Regions from separate parts of the Capra hircus genome. Here region 2 is linked to region 1. The links are chromatin contacts, called in public Hi-C maps. All regions are on one chromosome and are shown on one strand. The core of a region is the stretch at or near the end of the contact, and the rest is flanking DNA. Distances in the headings are between cores, read along the strand shown. Region 1 holds the start of PFDN5 (prefoldin subunit 5). Region 2 overlaps CSAD (cysteine sulfinic acid decarboxylase).

Region 1 (2,703 bases), core at 58-2,557:
TTCTACAGATAAGAATAACTTGGAACAGTCCAAGTCTGAGCATTGGGAAGAAAGGCAAACCACAGGACCTGGCTTGGCCTCAGCAGACAAAGCTAAAGGAGAGCAGGGTATCAAAATGATCTAAGTGGGGACAAAGCCCTGAGGAAAGGTAGAGAGAGATCCATTGAGAATGTCTTGGCCAGGTACACTCATATCTATCTTGACTTCCTGCCTCTGGTATCCTCGGAATGACATTAGCTTTACTGCCTCAGTTGCCCTGCCCCCTCCTAAGTGGATATTGTCCTTCCCCCACATTCAGCTATTAGGCTTCTCAGTGCCATGCACTTTAGCAGCAGGTTCTGGAGAGTTTTTGTAGCTCAGATGGTAAAGAATCTGCCTGCAATGCAGGAGACCTGGATTCAATCCCTGGGTCTGGAAGATTCCCCCAGAGAAGGAAATGGCAACCCACCCCAGTATTCTTGCCTGGAGGAGCCTAGGGGGGTACAGTCCATGGGATCGCAAAGAGTTGGACACGACTGAACAACTAACACACACATACACATTGGGAAGTTTTGCGACTTACGTATGGTTTTCCTCTCCCCAACTAGATTGTTAAGCTCAGAACTATGTATCTTACACTCATGGATCCTTCACTTCTAGCACATGGTAAAACACTGTGTTGATTAATAAAGCTACTGCTGTACTGTGGGTCATAACGTGCCTCCTTCCTGTTCCCTCAACCACCAGACTCTGGCTTTATCTGCGCGAAGCATCCCTTTCATAATGCTACTGTCCCCCCTGTCCCTTGCTCCTAGAACTTCCCAAGCTTCTTCCTTGCCTGTTGTCACCAGGTTTATACCACCGCTGTGGTTATGGTGTTGCGCGGGTTTTCTCTAGTGGCAGGGAGTAGCGGCTACACTTCATAGTGGGTGTGTGGACTTATTTCGGTGGCTTCTCTTGTTGCCGAGCACAGGCTCTAGGCGCCCAGGCTTCAGTAGCTGCCCCTTGCAGGAGCTGTGCTCAGCAGTTGCTGCACAAGGGGCTTTGTTGATCCTTGGCATGTAGGCTCTTCCCGCACCAGGGATGGAACCCCTTTCCCTTGCATTGGCAGGCGGATTCGTAACCACTGGACCACCAGGGAAGTCCCAAGGCCTGAGTAAGATTAAGTTTCTTGAGCATAAGAATCCTGTTCGTTAGAACTTGATTATGCGAGGCTTGGGATATTTTGTGAGAAGAAAACGCCGCAGCCCTTTCTATTCCATGGGAAGTCACGCCGAAGATTCCGTACCCTCCGCCCCGCCGCGAGCCTCCTCCTCTTCTGGGTTGAAGGACCATAGAGACGTCTAGCGCTGCGAGGCCTCTAGGCGTAGCCATAGAGATACGCAGAGGACGGCTAGAGCGTTGCTCTCCCAGAGGGTTTCCGCTTCATAAGCCCTCCTTCCCAACATGGCGCAGTCGGTTAACATCACCGAGCTGAATCTGCCGCAGCTAGAAATGCTCAAGAACCAACTGGACCAGGTGGGGATAGGCTCCGAAAGCACCCCTTTCCCGCCTCACTTCCCTTCCCCCCCAGCGCGTACTTCCTTGCCCCCCACTCTTCCCCTCTTGGGGAGAATTCTCTTCCCAGGCGAAACCCCCACCCCGTCCCAGGACCCGCCCCTTCTCTGGCAGTGCCCGCTTCTCCCGCGAGCCCCCACCCTGACCCTCATTCCTGTTCTCTGTAGGAGGTGGAGTTCTTGTCCACGTCCATTGCCCAGCTCAAGGTGGTTCAGACCAAGTATGTGGAAGCCAAGGACTGTCTGAACGTGCTGAAGAAAAACAACGAGGGTACGGGGTAGGCGTGCGAAGGGAACCTGGGAGATGTGGCGAGCCGGCTTCTCTCTTCCCGCCTCCTAGTCCAGTTTTCTTACCTGAGACGAGAGAGCAGTCCATTACGTATTGTGTACCGCTGCAGGAGCCCTTTGCATGTTGCTTATCTAGAGTTGAAATGTCCAGGACATTTTCCTGCTCCTGTTGCCTCTGTTTTCGTCCTTTTCGTATAGTTTTCGGGCGCCGTGCCGCTTCGAAACTCCCTTTAAAAGTTGGAGCTGCCAACCTTCCCCACATGTTTGTCTTCATTGCTTTCACAGGGAAAGAATTACTTGTCCCACTGACGAGTTCTGTATCCTTTCCGCAGGAGCCTTTTCCCTGCCCTCTCGTTTTCTCCCTCACACCTAACAACCTTCAAAAAAGGGCGGGAGATTTTGATTATTCCAGAGTGCCTAGATGGTTCTGAGACTGCTGTTAACACAAGCTTAGCTCTGCTGTCTAACCTAAGGCCAGCAACTAATTAATGCTTGGTGAGCACCCAGGTGTATGCGTTTAGAATTGAGGTGTGATTATTTCCCTTTGCTCTCTGAGGATATAACCTAGTAGAGAGGTAGAACTGGTGGTTTACATTTTTACTGTAACTTAGAAAACATAAGCAATAGAATAGAGGATTTGGAAACAAAGGGGTTGGTTCTGTTTATTAATCCTCAATTTCAGTTTAATTATGGCTCTTATTCCTAACTGTTGTTACTAAGAAACCTGAATTATGTCTTACCTGTTGAATGTTGTATTTGAGTAAGTTATGGCAATAGGGCACCCATAAACTACCTGAGAATGGACAGGCTGAAAAGGAAACACAGGAATAGCAGCATAGTAGGGATTACTTAAATAATCAACGTTAAATCCATCAGGAAT
Region 2 (2,703 bases), core at 98-2,597, 110 kb before region 1:
CTATGAGGAATCTAAAAAGAGATGATACAAATAAACTTACAGAACAGAAAGAGACTCACAGACTTGGAGAACAAACTTATGGTTGCTGGGGTGGGGAAAGGAGGATGAGAGAGTTTGGGATGGACATGCGCACACAGCTATATTTAAAACGGATAACCAACAAGGACCGACTGAACTCTGCTTAATGCTAAGTGGCAGCATGGACACGGGAGGAGTTTGGGGGAGAATGGATACATGTATCTGTAAGGCTAAATCCCTTTGCTATTCACCTGAAACTATCACAGCATTGTTAACTGGCTATACCCCAACACAAAATAAAGTTTAAGAAAAAATGGTGCTGCAACTATTTGCATGTGGTGATATAAACATATTTTTAAAATTTATACATAAGTACATAGTTGAGGCATTTTCATGTGCTTTACATACCATTAATTTCAGCCTTATAACAACTCCGTGATCAGTTCTATATCATGCTCATTTTGCAAAGGAAGAAACTGACACAGATACACCATAATTTATCTACTGATGAATACTAAAATGTTTCTTAAAATTTTACACTTCGCCCCAGTGCACACAATTCTAAGCACTTTGTAATGAAAATTTATGGGCTAATCCTAGTAGTAGGACTCTGAGTCAGTGGATAGATACATTTAAAAATGGCACAGACAGTGCTGAAATGCCCTCTAAGATGGCTGCAGTATCTCTGTGTCCCCCAGGTGAAGGGGCCTCCACGTCTCCCATCACTCCAAGTCCACGCTGCTCGCCCTGCACAGACCCTCCCAGCTCGCAGAAACCTTCTGTGCTACCCTCCAGGTCCCCAGCATCCCCCCTGCAGTGCTCCCTGCGACTCTACTCAGGGACTCAGTTCTGCCCTTGTCCCAGCGTCTGATCGGCAGGACTGGGATCACCCGGGAGGGAGGGGTCACTTCAGCCCGCCGGGAAGACGGGCATAGAGTGCAGGGGGAGAAGGGAGGGGTGCCTTGAGTAGGGCCAGTCAAAGACCCTCCGAGAAAGGAGCAGAGGGGCCCCGCTCCACTGGCCCAGCGCCTCCCACTCACTCACCTCGGCCTTGGCCAAGCTGATCTGCCTCTCCAGATCCTCAGGGATCATTTTCCCTCTGGAAGAGAAAACTGAGTGGGTAGAGAAGTAATAGATTCTCTAGGCTAGGCGGCAGAACTTTCAAGAGCAGGGTAACATGTGGTTAGCAATGGGGAGGCCGCAATGTTGATTTTTCCCCAAGAGGGGTAAACAGATCTCAGGGGACAGGGCGGAGACTCTAGCAGGCACTGGCAGACAGAAGAGGCAACCGGGAGGCAAGAGAGCAGGGAGAGAAGTCCGCCGCGGCGTGGGCCCGAGGCCAGAGCCTCTGGCAAGGGGAAGACATGTTGTGCCAGGCTGGGCCTGAGCCGCGCAGACAGAAGGACCTTCACCTCTCATCTGCCTCGACCACTCGGACACTGTCGGTGCCAAGTCCCAGAAAAGCGGCTCCTTTCTTGATGGAGTAATGACACTGTGGGGGAGGGAAGAGGGCAGGGAGGGTGGGGAGGAAAGGGACTGGTTAAAAATGGCTGGGACCCTGTAGACCAGGGCTTCTCAAACACTCACGTGCCTGCAAGTCACCAGTGTGTCTGGTAAAGAGGCAGATTCACATTCAGTAGGTCTGCACAGGGGCCCAAGGCTCGGCATTTCTAACAAGCTCCCAAGTGATACTGATTTCCCTGGTGGCTCAGTGGCAAAGAATATGCCTGCAGTGCAGGAGACACGGGTTCGACCCCTGCGTGGGAAAGCTCCCCTGGAGAAGGAAATGGCAACCCAGTCCAGTATCCTTGCCTGAAAAATCCCACGGACAGAGGAGCCTGGCGGGCTACAGTCCGCAGGGCTGCCAAGAGTCAGACACGACTTAGTGACTAAACAACCAGAAGTGACAGTGATGCCACTGGTCCATGGACCACACTCTCAGACTGTGTGCACGGCACTGGATGCCGCTCCGCTACCCCAGACAGCAGGCAAGGTGAACAGGGCCCTCACACAGCCCCTTTGGTTGGAAGGAAGCACAACCACCTACAGGGGAGGCCAGCCTCAGAGGAGAAGGGTCTGGGCAGGCTGAGTTGTGGGTCCCGGACTCAGCTGGCTGGAGATTAGAACCGGGAGCCCAGGGTAGGCCTGTGCCTCTTCCCACCTCTTTCGATGTGAAGAGGGCCAGGGGCGGCAGTGCCCGGAGGCCCCTCTGTTTGCAGTCTGGGTATCGCTGATAGCGGGCCAGGTTCACAGCATACATGTTGGAGATGGAGCCACCTGTCACAGGGAAGGAAGGGGTGGTGGCAAGAGGAAGTGGCAGTGGGTCAAAACTGGAGCTTGGCTCTCCAGAACTCTCCACCCAGAAGCACAAGTGACTGGCTACGTGGCCATGGGTTCCGAGGATTTGACAAATGGCATGCTAGTGACCCAGGATGGCAGCATCTGCAGATCTCCTGATCACCCCGCTCCTCACCCTGGGCCGATCCAGAAGCCTCCCTCCACCCCCCGCCAGGACGGCAGGAACCAATCCCGTGGACTGTTTTGCAAACACAAGGATACAGGAGACTGGGCAGCTTCTCTCTGGTTTGGCCCAAGCCCAGTTGGAGAAGAAACAAAGGAGAATCACCCCTCCTGGCCAGCCCAGAGAAAGAGGATGGCGGGGGAGGAGGAACTCTCGAAAAGGCC

What was found. Hi-C and Micro-C count contacts between places; a contact is called where the count stands out from the background.
Region 2: a Hi-C map of liver shows a contact between it and region 1, with 2.1 times the contacts expected there. The contact joins the enhancer-like site here to the promoter of PFDN5 in region 1. A contact is called at or near these places in 4 of 5 Hi-C or Micro-C datasets (blood and liver).

What each region holds. Positions count from the first base shown.
Region 1 is chr5:26,460,362-26,463,064 of ARS1.2, reverse strand. PFDN5 (prefoldin subunit 5) reads left to right here and starts at 1,307. Exons shown (of 6, transcript XM_005679909.1): 1 at 1,307-1,497; 2 at 1,704-1,806; 3 at 2,109-2,140. The coding sequence starts at 1,426.
Region 2 is chr5:26,571,390-26,574,092 of ARS1.2, reverse strand. CSAD (cysteine sulfinic acid decarboxylase) reads right to left here. Exons shown (of 15, transcript XM_018047688.1): 6 at 2,180-2,295; 7 at 1,431-1,510; 8 at 1,063-1,117. Among named protein-coding and RNA genes, the nearest start is that of ZNF740, 17 kb to the right of the region's middle. Within about 2 kb of position 1,347, at least 1 of the 5 cell types and tissues checked has an H3K27ac peak or open chromatin away from gene starts, as enhancers often do.